Regions from separate parts of the Rattus norvegicus genome. Here all the other regions are linked to region 3. The links are chromatin contacts, called in public Hi-C maps. All regions are on one chromosome and are shown on one strand. The core of a region is the stretch at or near the end of the contact, and the rest is flanking DNA. Distances in the headings are between cores, read along the strand shown. Region 1 holds the start of Xxylt1 (xyloside xylosyltransferase 1). Region 2 holds the start of Bdh1 (3-hydroxybutyrate dehydrogenase 1). Region 3 holds the start of Ppp1r2 (protein phosphatase 1, regulatory (inhibitor) subunit 2).

Region 1 (4,752 bases), core at 706-3,205, 190 kb after region 3:
TACACATCAGGATTTTGTCTACATAGCCATATTGTGATACACCCAAGTATGTGGATTTTAAGCTGAGAAAAGGTCACCTACCCGCACCTGAGTTTTCACTTGCTGATTTCCCCGTGAGAATACATGCCAGACAAGAGCAGGGCCTCTCTTTCTTCACTATGTCCTGGGTATCCTTGTGCTTGGGATCAGTAGGTGCTCCTGGTCAGCTTAGTACTCAGGGGCTGCCACGAACCCACCGCTGCAGTTTCCGTAGTGGTATACTTAAGCCACAACATTAAATTTCCCCACGGGCAGCGAATAAGGCAAGGTAAGCTACAACTTAGGGTTAAATTCTGGAAATAAAAATGCTGGTTTGGTCGAGGTTTATTCTTTATATCAGGCATCAGGCAGATTATTTTGAGAATTATTTGAGTATTTTCTTGACCTTGGTTTAAGTTGCTTTATTTCTTTGGCATGAATTAAAGGGCTAAATGTCTGAAAATAAGTCATTAGTTGAAAAATTGTTGAATAATGAGAGAGAGAGAGAGAGAAACAGAGACAGATCACTTGATCGATGTTATGGGTGGGGACTAAAAGGTACAAGTTGCAGAATTATTTAGAGATTTGGGGTAGTATTTATAAACACCTCAGAAAAGTTGCGGTTACTAATTTTTTTTTATAGCTATTGGATATTTACACTTATTTTGGTAAGTTTAATGTCTCCTGGATTTAAGTTATTCAATGTCAGGCACCTTATTGTCTTTCCTATCTGCGATGGTGATGTTGCCTTTCTTTTACATCTGGGCATAATTGTTCTCAGAGTAAGCACGTAACCACTGGGTGTGTAATAGTTGGCAGCGGTAGAGCTGGCCTGGACTTCCTGTCCCATGTGTCCATGGAAAATACAACTCAGAACTTGAATTACTCACTGAATATGAGTTGTGCTTTGGAAATCACATGCTTTGGCCTGTTGCAAATATCTGCATATCATGGAATTGTAAGGATCAGATGACTTTACCAACTGTGATCATTCTGCCCTCTTGGGGTCCCCCTGCCGGTGGTGAGTAGTATGTGTTGAACCCGCCGGGCCTGTTTCAGAGGTTGGCTGCTTTTCAGATTTGTTGTTCCCGTGGAAAAGGACAGAGTTGGAAGCACGTGATGCTGGGGCAGGTGAATGCCATCCTCGGGGGCAAGGCTAGCCCGTTGTATACTCGGGAACATTTGAGCATTCTTACCTCCACCGCTTTGAAGCATGCAGACCAATTTCCTTCAGAACTTTTGTTATATCGCCAAGTCTTAAAAACCTGAAGTTAATGAATTTTTGTCTGCCTGGCATTGTTGACTGATGATGGTTAAATGGCTGCAGGCTAGTGCTTTGTTAAGTCACTTCAGTATGCCCCAGTTAAGATTTTTCAAAACTTTCTGGGACATCTCATGTTTTCCCTCAAGTCTTGCAAGCCAATTAAACAATTTTGGTGTTTCTTGGGAGCTCTCTGCAGGGACTACAGTTTTGGACAGTAAAGTCCCCCTGCTGGCCATGGATATTCTCCGGGTTATCCCAGAGGTGTGAAGGGAGATGGGGAAAGCCATTTTCATTTGGGGTGTTAATAAACCTATGTGTGAAACAAGAAGGACCTTCTGGTTTAAATGTTTCAACTCTAGGTAGTTTCCTAACTAGTGGAGAGGGAGGGAGAAGGTCAGGGAGAAGGAGAGGAAGAGGGAGGAGAGAGAGAAGACAAATGTGGAGACAGAAAAGGTAGCTTTATCTACATAAGTCTTATATTGAAGCGTTTGTTATTTCAAGACCAAGATTCCCCCTCTAGCAGGCCGACCCAGTCTAGGGTCTGGTGTCAGCCTCTCAAGTCTGGCAGCCAAAATCTGCAAAGGAGAGCTGGCGTCTAACCCGTCGGAACCTAGGACCTAGCGGCTGCGATGGCCCCGCCCTTTAGGTGTCCACGGTCACGATTGGCTCCCGGCAGCGCGGTCCCGCCCCCGCTATGGCCGCCGCCCGCTGCCGGGCTCCGGGCCCTGGAGTGCTGCTTTGAGTGGGCCCGGCTGCTGGGCCGCCGGCTCCGGCGCATGGACCTCCTCCGAGGCGGGGCCGCGTGCGCTCGGGCCATGGCGCGCCTGGGCGCGGTGCGCTCGCACTACTGCGCACTGCTGCTGGCCGCGGCGCTGGCAGTGTGCGCCTTCTACTACCTGGGCTCGGGCCGGGAGACCTTCTCCAGCGCCACCAAGAGGCTGAAGGAGGCCCGCGCCGGGGCCGCCGCGCCCACGCCGCCCGTGCCCGAGCTGGCCCGGGGCTCCGCGGCGCCGGCCTCCGGTGCCAAGGCCAAGAACCTGGAGGGCGGCTTGGCGGTCCCGGTGGACTACCACCTGCTCATGATGTTCACCAAGGCGGAGCACAACGCGGCGCTGCAGGCCAAGGCTCGAGTGGCGCTGCGCTCCCTGCTGCGCCTCGCCAAGTTCGAGCCGCACGAGGTGCTTAACCTCCACTTCGTGAGCGAAGAGGCCAGCCGCGAGGTGGCCAAGGCCCTGCTGCGGGAGCTCCTGCCGCCCGCCGCCGGTTTCAAGTGCAAGGTGAGAGGTGGATGGCCCACGTCTGTTCTCTGAGCTGTCACTGGTAGCTCCAGTGAGCGGTGTTCGATTCCTGTGCCTGTAGCCTGTCTAATATCCTCTACCCTGTCCTGCACATGCTTGTCCAGCGTCCTGGAGATCTGGTCTGGGGGCGTGTCCTAGAGTCAGACTAACTGGGATGGATCGGCAGCGTTAACTAGTCCCTCTCCCGCTTCATCCGGCACCGTTTCCTGAAAGATCAGCCCGCCCTATTTTGCTAGTTTCCCAGAGTTCATTCATAAGAAGTGCCTTTACAGTCTACACTCCTCATATTCTTTGACTTCTGAGAATGGAATTGTCCCTTTTGAAGGCACACAATAGTCATCACTCTGAGCTGTCTTCTAGTCAGGATCTTGGGGAGGCCTCTAGAAGTATCAGGGTTAAACTGGAATTCCTCAGTAGTATTCTGGGGGCGGGGGGGGGGGAGGATCTCATGTCCTCTCTGTGTCCTTTTCCCTCTTGCCCTTAAGAACGTGAACCAGTTAGATAAGCCACAAGTTCCTCCTCCAGAGGAAAAGCTCCAAGGGATACAGATTTGAACCCACCAGCCTGACTTCCCAGCAGCTCCCACCTCTTCTGGCCTCTGATTTATCACCTGCCTCTGTTTGTCCAGGATTGGGTTCTTGACCTACGAGCTTGTTACTCTCATCAACTTGCTTGCCCTATCTATTTTGATGCATTGGTTGTCCGGAGGGGGTTCAGAGTCTGATTATTGGGAAAGAGGGGCCGATGGTCTTTAAGGATGGAATCTGATGTTGGTGGAAGATATTGAATCAAGAGCAGAATTCCTTGTCCCTGTACCTAGCTTGGTGCCAGGGACCATGCTGTGTTCAGGGGTCCAAGGCAGTTTTGTGTTGACTAGAGTGATGTCCCTGTTGCTTGGTAGAGCTCTTCCTTGACTCTCCTTCCTGGACTCATGGCTATGCCCTCAGTTTCTTTTGTTTTTTGGGCTTGCTATCCAGACCACACTGGCCTTGACCAGTCTTTTTCTGCCTTTGTCTCCGAGTGTTGGATCACAGGTATGCATAGCCCTGATTGGATTGACTATTATTATTATTTTAAAAGGATCTCACTCTGTAGTCTAAACTAACCTGGGAACTCATTGTGTAGCTCAGGCTGGCTTCGAACTTGTGCCAGCGCTCCTGAGTGCTCCACTCTTTGTGCGCCACCACACCTGGCTCCCAGACTATATCGAGTACGTCCTTATGTTCGGGAACCTTCCAAGCCTGACCCACCGTAGCCTGAAGGACCTTTCCATTCCTGCTCCCCTCATAGCACTGAAGATAGGACAACCGCTATGGTCAGGAAAGGGTACCTGGACTGGAATTTCACCCTGTAGGATCTAGAAGTGTCTTTCACCAGGGGTTTGTTCCAGAGCCTATCCTGCTTTGCTTATCTGCAGTCTCCAGAGGTAACTCAGCCTGTCCCTGTTTGATCCCAGCATTCTAACATTGGAGAAACCTTACTATTCCAGGGAGAAGACATAGGGCCAGTCTAGGCAGGTCTTGGGTTTCACCAGGTCACCTTGAAGACCAGCATGCTCTGCTGCAGCAGGGAGAGCAGCTGGGGCCTGCTCTGCATTTCCAGATTCCTGCCCTTCATCAGGTATGCACACTGTAGCCTAGCCTGTGTGCCTAACTAAGCTCATGTCATTCCCTGTGTTGGATACTGTCTCCATCCCAAATCCTGCTGCTCTTCCAATGCCGTCAGCTCCTTGGAGGCGTGCAGGGGACGGACCCACGGCTGAAGAGTCTGTGTTTTTCCCATTGATAATTTCCCGCTGTGGTGCTTTGCCATATCACCTGCCTCTACACAGTTCCTGCCCTGTAGTTGGCCTGAAGGTCAGACTGCTGTCTTGGAGTATGTGTTTCCTGCTCCGTGGAGCCCATCTCTGACAGCTACAAGCCCTCACACAAAGCTTGGTGGCAGCTGCAAATGACCTGAAGAGACTGTCACCTTTCCTGTTGAGGTGTAAGCTAGTGGTTCTAACTCAACAGTTGTTAACCTGTGGGTTGAGACCCTTTTGGGAGTTGACTGACTCTTTCACACAGGGGTCACCCAGGACCAGCAGAAAACACAGATACTTACATTACAAACGGTAGCAAAATTACAGTTAAGTAGCAACAAAAATAATGTTATGGTTGGAGGTCACCACAA
Region 2 (4,847 bases), core at 10-2,509, 130 kb before region 3:
GCTGGAAAAACATGCGATGGATGATATGCCGCCGCCTCCTGGAAGGAGCAGCCACAGGGTTAGGGGAAAGGACGTCGGAGCCCCACCCAGATGCGCGAACACACGCAAACCTGGCGCCCTCCAGCAGGCAAGGGGTAGGATGGAATCGCACTGGCGCCTCCTACTCCACGCCGCGCCAGACGTCGCTGTAGACCGCGCAGCCAATCCCAGCGCTGCGGTCCCATCCAACCGGCAAGAGGGCGGGGACCAAGGGGGCTCGGCCCAGACAGAGCTCCCATTGGCTGAGGCGACACCACCTAGACAAAGCCGCACTGTCCTCCAGCCGTTGCACTGGGGTGACTGCCGGCCTGGCGCTGCCAAGGCCCCCGCCACTCGGGCATCCCCAGACGACCCCCGCGGCGCCGCCACCAAGCCCGGACCTTCTCTTCTTCCCCCAGCACCGAGGCCCACCCAGTCTCCACCAACCCTGGCTCTGCTCATGCTCACGCGACTGGACTCGTGGCCTCACCGCTGTCCAGCATCCTTTCCGAGCACAGCAGACGCGGAGGAGGCGCTGCCAAAACCCCTACAACAGAGCCTAGTGGAGGCCACGGGAGGAGGGGGACCGACGTAGAGCAAGGTCGGGAGATGGGTCGGGACCGCGCAGTGCCTTCCAAGGGGCTGCTTGAGTGGCTTCGACCCAGGCTCGGCCTTGGACTACGAAGTGACCTTGGGCCAGTTCCCTCCACTCCTGGGTCCTCGGTTCCCTTCTGTAAAATCGCGCCAGCAGTGAACGAGGAGTGCCGAAGGTTTCGCCTGGAGCCACGCCGCCGCGTGATCAACCCTGGGCCTCCCGTGGTGATTATAAAGGACCTTGTTCCTGGAGGCGTGCACGGAGGAAGCGGGAGGCCATCAGAGGGTGACGGGTGCAGACCACCTGGGATATCAATCGGTCCATCTCTGCTTCCTCTTCGGCCGCAGGGCTGCCTAGAGGACACGATGTCCCTTCCCCACCCGCCTTCCAAGGAGCCGGCTCAGTAGCCGCGCCGGTCTAACCCAAACCCAGCAGATAGCGCTGGTGTGCAGCACCCGAGCTACCGCGCTGAAGACCCTCTTACCCCACAACGAGCCGGCAGGGGGCTCCGCGGCAAGGGCTGGACCGGTGCGCTCGTCTGACCCCGGAGCTGTGCAGGTGCTCGCGCTTCTGGCTTGGAGTTGGCGCGTTGCCTCTGTTTCTCAAGACCCTCTCCGGACCCCTAAAACTGCGGCCTCCTGCTTCTGACACCCGGATGTGCCTAACACACTCCGGTACGTGCGTTAAGGCTGCGCCGGGCGGGGCCCGACGGCAGACAGCGCGGAGGCGGGGAGTGCTTAGGCGCAGCCTCCTTAGCCCTCCTTATTCCGGCCTGGCTCTGCTCCAGTCAAGGGTGCCCCTAATCTCTAGACGCCCCGGAGGTAAACCTGCTCATGCAGGTCCATCCTGATCCAAGCCTGGTACAGATCCTCGCTGCCGTATGATCTTCGCTTCCTGGGTCCTGGTGGGGAGGCAAAAGGTGCGAGAAGGTTTCAGCCCCCAGCCCACCCCCAAAACCAGGGCGCCCGTGCCGCTCCAGGAAGTGAAGAAACCGTGTGGAGGACAAGACTCCTTCCAGGTCTTTTGAGTGTTTGCTGTCTTTAAAGCTTATCGGAACTAAATGGTTAGTTGATTGACTTTTGAATGTCATTTAACGAAACGACACTTAATTTTTCTCTCCTGAGGGTCTTTTAACATATCGCAGTTTCCCAAGGTTTCACCAATAGAACTATGCGCGTGGTCTGCAGGGGCAGTCAGCCATAAATGAACTCTCCTCAGATCCCACTACCTCGAGACACCTGTTTCCAGGATGAGAAACAGGCTGAAGAACGACACCAGCATCTATTAGCGATGAGCTATGTTTAGACAAATGACGTAAGGACTGCGTAGAAAGGGACTAGACAAATCAACGTCCCGGGGAAGTATGGGGACAATGGGGGATCGAGGCTTTAAGAAAGCTGCCAGCCCTGTCCGTGGATCTTGAGGGCTGAGGCTGCGTGTTCCCTTTTTATGCCCCTCTTCTGGCACTCATAGCGCCGAAGACCGGGAGAATCCTGAAAAGAGAACACGTTGGTTCTCTGAGCCCATTTCACAGACTCAGTTGACTCAGAATGTCGCCCAGTAGATGGCGCTGTGATCCATAGCAATAAATCTCTTTACTGTAAACAGGCAACTATTTTAATCCCTGCACTTACTCGGGAGACAGAGGGAGGCAGACCTCTGAGTTCAAGACTAGTCTGATGTGCAGAGTGAGTTCCGGGGCAGCCAGTGATACACAGAGAAACCCAGTCTCAAAAACCAAAAACAACAATAAATAAATAAACAAGTCATCCAACCCCCCAAACACCCTACAATTATAAAAACCTATAACCATTCGAGTATACGGTGTCACTAGGATACACTTTGAGCATTATGTCGTGCTAGAAGAGTTAATCTTCTCACCTAGGAAAACCATAGATTCTAATTTGGGACTAAGAATTATGTGTAACGACTTATAAAAGACTTTGATAGTTGAACTCTTTGACTTTACCTTAGACAACTCTTGCTTCGCGATCTTTCCAGCCCCAGCTTTGCTGGTGTGACCTGAGAAGCCCCTGCTTCACTTATTCCTCCAGGCTTCAGGGTGTTTCTGTCACAGCTCTCTAGGATGCCTGCAGCAACCCACTGCCCTCTGACACTGGGCGAGCCCACGAGTGTAAAAGAGCCAATGGCACCTGGACTCTCTCTGACCAATACCCCACACACACACTCCTCGAGACACAAATCTGCCACTCGTTACACCCCTCGGCAGTGCTGAGGTGAGTCCAGTGTACTTCCTCAATGACAGTACCCATGGGGTCTGTGGTAGTGAGCAACTCAGCTGCACATGCTTTTGCAGGCCACCCTCCCCAGATGACCACAGCCAGACACCCCTTTGAAATGGTTCCCAATGGTTGACCAGGGGAGTAGCCTGTTTTCTGTAACAGTGAGGACATGCAGAGCAATCCTCATTCCAGAATGTTCAACCACATGCTATCAGACCATATGAGTTTTGAGCCTCGAATACTGGATTCCAGACCACAGGGCAACCCCAAGAGTTGTACCCCCAGACAGATCACAAGGCCACCCTGAGAAGCCTCACCAGGACACTGCCTTCTAGTAAGCAGCCCCCCAAATGCCTTTTATAATATCTGGGGGCCAAGCTACCTCTCCTAAGAACTTATAGAAAGACATGCCTTGGGAAGCAGAGGGACCCAGAAAAGCCAGTGGTTAGCTTCAAAGAGGCATTCTGGTCCTTACTTCAGGCTCTTTCAACCCGGCTAATGAAGAACTGGTTTGTTGGGTTTGAGACTTCATGCCTTCATTTCCCAAATGCCCTGCCCTCGAGGGCATCACTAACAACGCGGAGGCGAGAAGGAAATGGTCACTCCCAGGAGAAAGCCATTGACTGGGTGAGACTCAGGTGTGACTGCATGAGAGTCACAACTGGGACCCAGCCTCAGCTCAGCTCAGCTCAGCTCAGCTCAGCTCAGTTCAGCTCAGCTCATTCTCTCCCTAGTACAGTTCTGCCTGCCAATTTTGGAACTTGAGAAAAGACTTGGCCGTGAATCTGAATACATGAAGTAGAAACCTGTGGGAACCAGGTAATTCTAAGCAAGACGTGTGCCAAGATTCCATCTCCTTCCTGCACCTCTCTGCCCAGACCTGGGGCCAAGCTAGTTAGTACCTGTGCATTTCACTGGAACCGCCAGAGGGCGCTGCTGCAAATAGGCAACGTAGGTTTCGGAGGGAAAAGATCTTTGCCATGCACGGATATGAGATGCATGCATGAGCCAAGTGAGTTGCCAGGACTCCTACTGTAAGTCTTCTGAAAGAGGGACAGAGACGTGCAGTGAGAGTGGGGAGCGGGCCACTCTGGAAGTTTCACAGAAGAATCGGCTTTCTGAAAGAGTCTCAGAAACTGCAACACCCAAGTCTCCCTGTTGAATCCGATCCTCATCACTTCCTAGCTCACCCTCTGTCCAACGCCAGCCCTTAGATAATACATCTTTCTCCTTTCTGCACTCTGGCCCTGAGCGCCTCTGCTCCCTCCTGGTAGTGGAGGGTGCAGCATGTGCTCGGTGCAGACTAAACCATGCCCTCAGCCACCTCCAAGTCCTCTCCAAACCCCAGACCCCAAAGATTTTCTGTTTTGATGCAATTGGGTTCTTCTTTTAAATTGAAGGCGTGGGGAGATGGCACGGGGAGCGGGGAGCAAGGGGGGGTGAGCCACGGCTAAGTCTAGACCCCCAACACACATAAAAAGACAAACGTGATTGCAATCTGTAATCCCAGCACTTTTCTATCAAGATGGGAGGCAGAGATAGGAGAATTTTCCAGAAGTTCATGGACCAGAAACAAATCAGACCCTGCCTCATGGTGAAGAGAGAACAAACTCCCTAAAGTTGATCTCTGGCCTCCACACAAGTGTAGAAGGTATGTGAATGCCTGCACACACACACACACACACACACACACACACACACACACACACACACACAGAGAGAGAGAGAGAGAGAGAGAGAGAGAGAGAGAGAGAGAGACTTTTAACAGAAAACATACTTAATCTTACGAAGTTCACAGTATCAAGTAATTTATTTTACAATTGGTAGTGAGGACCAAAAGCCCAGTAAGAGTTTCTGAATCAGTTGTGGGTCTCCAGCAATGTGTTGGGGAAGACCTTGACAGTTGACCCTAATGTGACCTTTAAACTGAAATCTGCAGATCAAAGAGAACTGGAGGGGGCTTTGCATCCCCTGCAGTGAACAGGCAAGAG
Region 3 (4,784 bases), core at 513-3,012:
AAGGTCCCAGCCAAGGAGGGAGGATGAAACATTTGACTGGGAACAGAGGTGGGCCCCAAGCCAAGGACGTGGCTCTATAGCTTTGCCTCAGAAATCCCAGGAGAGCACATTCAGCAAGATGAGCTGCAAAGCTGCTTCCCTTCTCACCTTCCTGTGCACTTCCCCTCCATTACCTCCACCAGCATCCTGTCCCTTAGTGAGGCTTTCCTCTGGCAGGAACTCAGCCAGGGGCCAGTCTGGAAAATCTGACCGTTTCAGGAAACCGGACGCTGTTCCCAGGAACAGAGCCCTAAAGACACCAAACAGTATTGTCTGCTAGGCACCGAGGCAGAAGACTCTTATTTGAGTGAGATTACTGCTTAAAAATAGTTGCACTTTGCCTTCCTCTCCCCAGCAAACAAGTTGCTGGGAATCTCCTCCATCTAGGCTTCCTGAGTCAGAGCCCGGGAAGGGAGGAAGTTCTGGCATCGCTGTGGCTGGATAACCCTTTCATGGTATGGGTGGGTATCCCTGTGACAATCTTCTTACCAGACACCTAGCTGTCTAAGGTCCCAGAGGACTGGGGTCGATCCGATGGCAATGGCATTCCCATGTGCCGTAGTCTGCTCTGGCCTGTCATAGGTTTCTGAGAGGTCTGATCAGGACAGAGTAGTGGAACAAACACAACTGTGTGACGGACTTGAAGGCTGAAGGAGGTGGGACAACGAAGTTTCACACCCGAGAAACTTTAAGCAACAGAAAATGTACTGGGGGCTTGAATTCCCAAATTGAGAGCAGGGGACTTGGCTCCCTCTAAGAGCACTGAGAATTTGGATCTGTTGAAAATGGCTCCCCGGACTTTTGATGTCTTGTTGATCCTTGGTTTGTAGGGGCACCACTCCGGTCCTCCAGTGCCACACCGACTTTGCCTTGTGGCCATCATATACTATGGATGGACTGTGTGGAAGTGGTGGCTCTTTTCTGTCCGTCTGCTTCTCCAATGGTAAGAAGAGGTTCTATTATCCCAAGGCAGGCTTTTTTGTGATATCACAAAAATGACTATTCTGTGGCTTCATAATAGATCTTTGAGGACCATTCCAATACTGGTATTCTATGATTTTATAGTAGGAAGTTAAATCGCGAAGGACTGGGTGTGGTGGCACAGACCTTTAGCACTCAGGAGGCAGAGGCAGGTCGATCTCTGTGAGTTCGAAACTAGCTTGGTCTGCATAGAAAGACCTGTCTCAAATAAAAAAAGAAAGAAAAGAAAAGAAAAGAAAAGGAAAAAGAAGATGATTACAAAGATTAAATAGAAACGGGAGCTATATCGTTCAGTCAGCTAACATCTCTTATCTTTGTGGAGTGAGTCACCCGTGAGCCTCAGTTTTCTGTCATAAGACAGAAATAGCAACAAGGTTTCATACGGCGATGGGAGAGTGCTAGGAAGTAGATCTCTAAGGCAGACAGCGGGTCTCTCACTGACACGATTGCTGGGTCAGGACTCAGCTGACCTAACACAGAGGAGGGGCGGGGCGGGCGGGCGGGCGGGAAGGGGCGGGGCAAGAAGGCCGGCTTTGTTCTCGCCCCGCCCCGCTCTAGATATCGCGAGAGGGCGGGCCGGGCTTGGCTTTGGCATCCGCGTCGCTCCCGCGCTGGGCCACTAGGCCGGCCTCCTCCGCGGGCCGCGGGCTGCTTTGCCGGCGGCGAAGGGCCGCCAGCCGCGCGGCGTCAGCTGTGGCGTTGCGGTCATTGTGTCGTGCGGGAGACGCTGGTAGTGGTTTCCGCGACAGCAGGTGCGACTGCTTTAGCCCGGCCTGGGCTCCACGGCTGCCTGGAGGGTCTCTGCAGTGCCCACCCCTTCTCCTCCGGGACCCCACGCCAGCAGCGACCCTGAGCCAGCAGCCGGAGCGACCGGCAATGGCGGCCTCGACGGCCTCGCACCGGCCCATCAAGGGAATCCTGAAGAACAAGACCTCTACGACTTCCTCGGTGGTGGCCTCGGCCGAACAGCCCCGCCGGACCGTCGAAGAGGAGCTGAGGTGAGAGCCGGGAGGCCGGCCTGGAAGCCTCGCCTTCCCGGCTGACAGGCGGCTACGGGGAGCCGGCCTTAGCCTTGCCCCTCCGGCCGCGGGGTGGAGTGGGACCGGAGCCGCCAGAGGCGGTGGCGTTTGTCTCGTTTATTTTCTAAGTACACGCACATTTTAAGCCTGGCTTTTGAACTTCGTGTCCTTCGGAACGCTAAGGAATCAGATTGAAGTTTCAAAGCTTTAACTGTTAAGCTTTTATTATGCCCCTAGCCTAAGCCAAGGTAGCTAAAATTCTAAGGCAAAGGAGTTTCTTTTTTGCCCTTCAATTTCAATCTAGGTTCAGGCTAATGAGATCAACACTTTAAAAAAAACAACCAGAAGCACAAACACATTTATTTCTCCATTAAGCACTTTACTGCGTTCGTCTCTCAGTTCCTGGTCTGTCATTATCTCTGCACTAAATGAAACCAAAATTTTAAAATCAGTCATCTGCATTTAATGGAAAGTTACTGTTGCTAAATATTTTTGTACCTGGAGCTAGAGGTTTGGGTGCTTTCTATCTAGTTTTGGGTCCTGTTTTGCATATCTAAACGCAGTTCTTCAGAGAGAAGCAACTTGAGATATTGACGTAAAGCATTGTGTGTATTAGTAAATACCTGGAAACCGCCCAAGGTCCATTAGTGAGAACTGGTGAAATATTAATTATGGTACATTTGTATAATGGAAAGATATTCCAGCCTGAAAAAACAGAGAGGTGTTCTGGCTACAGAGAAAACTACCCAGGCTTCAGTGCTCAATGAAAATAGTGTGACAGTAGTACAGCGTCTAGGGTATAACTAATTATACCACCGGGTCAGACTCTAAGGGGGCCTCGAATAGTCTAAGTTACTAAAATTATAATAGGAACTCTTGCATTCAGAAACAAGGCTTAAGAAAGATTACTGAAGTCCGTGGAGGTAGCAGTGAGAATGCTGTGAAGTCTTAGACTTTTAGAAGTAGGGCACTCCTATATTAAGGATCTAATTTGGAATTTTTAGAGTAACTAGCTGGAAACAATTTTATGGGAAATTTGGAGAAAACCCCTTTTGTGGATTCAACTTAGAATTGTGTCCCGCAGAGACAGGGAAAGGATTTAGCATTGTCCAGCAACACCACCTCCCCCCATTCTTTGAGTTTGAAGAGAACTGCGTGCCTTCATAGTTTTCCAAGCTGTACTTGGAATAAGCTGCTTTAAAGTGCTTTGACAGGTTGTGGGTCATGGGAAAACTGAATGCCACAGCATAGTAGCAGGAAGTCCAGAAGGCACTCGCTCACCACAGCTTGACTGTCAAGCAGCAGGATAGGTCCTCATTGACTTGTCCAACTATCAAATATCTCAGTTCTCAGCACCCTTAACTCACATCCTCAGATTTGATGCTCTATGATCTAGAGCACTGTTCTATCAGTTAGATCTCTGACTCCCATGCTTGCCCAAGATTTACCCCCCACCCCCCATACCACTAAATGAGACTGACTCCACTAGATAAATTGCTCCTTCTGAAAGAGTTCCTGGCAGGACAGATTCACTTAAAAAGGATTTTATAAGCTAGTTGACCGACTGCCTTGACTGTAGTTGTAGCCCAAGTTCAGCAGGCCCCATCAAACATAGTTCATTGAAGTTCATGATGTGTGTATGGTCCCAACTGGTAAAAGATAAGCTTTTCCATAATCAACTATTGAAAAATGGTAAAACAAAGAAATTATAGCAATAAAACTACATTATTGTATACATATAGTTGCATATACAAGTCCTCGGGTTTGATCCTCAACATGGAAAGGGAAGGGAAAGGAAGACACACACTGTATAAAGTATGTGATGTTCATGTATCAAAAGGTCAATGAAACTCATCCTTTTGTACAAGGAGTTCCGGAATGTATGTTAATAGTTATAACAGAAAAGTCAAAGAACACTTTTAATAATGTGAGAGCCAAAAACAGCAAGCAGGGCCTCGCCATGTTTGGCCCCAGCTGGCAACATGTTCCCTGCGGACAGTTAAAAATTCTCCTACCCCCTGATGTCTTTGAGCATCCACTAAACTCCCTTCAGTAATGATGTTAAGATTATAGAAGGATTCCAATAAGGAAATTCCCAAATAGAAAACCTGTAAATAGGATTTATCTATACAATGTAGTTGCTTCTTTGTTCTCTCTCTCCTGCCTGCTCTTACTGGAGATACTGTCTGTAGTGATTATTTACAGAGAGCTTTCTAAAGGAAAAATTGAAACACTTCCAATCTATCTTCATAGTTCATACTTTCATGCATACTGTTGGTTGTAGTACTTAAACCTGAACGGAGGAGCTGAGGAAGATGGCTCAGAATTCGGTAAAGCACTTGCTGGCCATGTGTGAGGACCTAGGTTTAAATAGAGAACCCATGTAAAACCAGAGGATAGCGTGCACATCTGTAATCCCAGTGGTTACACAGGGTGATGGGAGGCAGAGACAGGAGAATCCTTGAATCCACAGAAGCTTGAGCTTCAGCTCGCCCAGCACATCTGGAAAAAGATAGGATGCAGTCTCAAACAAGGAAGGCAAGGACTTACACCTAGGGTGGTTCTTCCCCACAACCCCATACACACAGGTACAAATTATTTGGAGATGTGTTTGTTTTTAGTGATTTATTGCATTAAAAAATATCTTACTATATAACCCAGGATACCCTTGAAATTGCAGTTCCCCCACCTTGACCTCTAGAGATAAAAAGAAGCAGGCACATGCCAATCTTTAACATATGCTGT

The links. Hi-C and Micro-C count contacts between places; a contact is called where the count stands out from the background.
Region 1: a contact with region 3 is called in a Hi-C map of Schwann cells, with 2.8 times the contacts expected there. The contact joins the promoter of Xxylt1 here to the promoter of Ppp1r2 in region 3. A contact is called at or near these places in 3 of 12 Hi-C or Micro-C datasets (Schwann cells, frontal cortex and mammary epithelial cells).
Region 2: a Hi-C map of kidney shows a contact between it and region 3, with 2.2 times the contacts expected there. The contact joins the promoter of Bdh1 here to the promoter of Ppp1r2 in region 3. A contact is called at or near these places in 3 of 12 Hi-C or Micro-C datasets (hepatocytes, kidney and mammary epithelial cells).

What each region holds. Positions count from the first base shown.
Region 1 is chr11:83,161,477-83,166,228 of GRCr8, forward strand. It overlaps Xxylt1 (xyloside xylosyltransferase 1), which reads left to right and starts at 1,956. Exons shown (of 4, transcript XM_344027.10): 1 at 1,956-2,559. The coding sequence starts at 2,059.
Region 2 is chr11:82,841,377-82,846,223 of GRCr8, forward strand. Bdh1 (3-hydroxybutyrate dehydrogenase 1) reads right to left here and starts at 1,260. Exons shown (of 7, transcript NM_053995.3): 1 at 1,098-1,260.
Region 3 is chr11:82,975,872-82,980,655 of GRCr8, forward strand. It overlaps Ppp1r2 (protein phosphatase 1, regulatory (inhibitor) subunit 2), which reads left to right and starts at 1,763. Exons shown (of 6, transcript NM_138823.3): 1 at 1,763-2,018. The coding sequence starts at 1,897.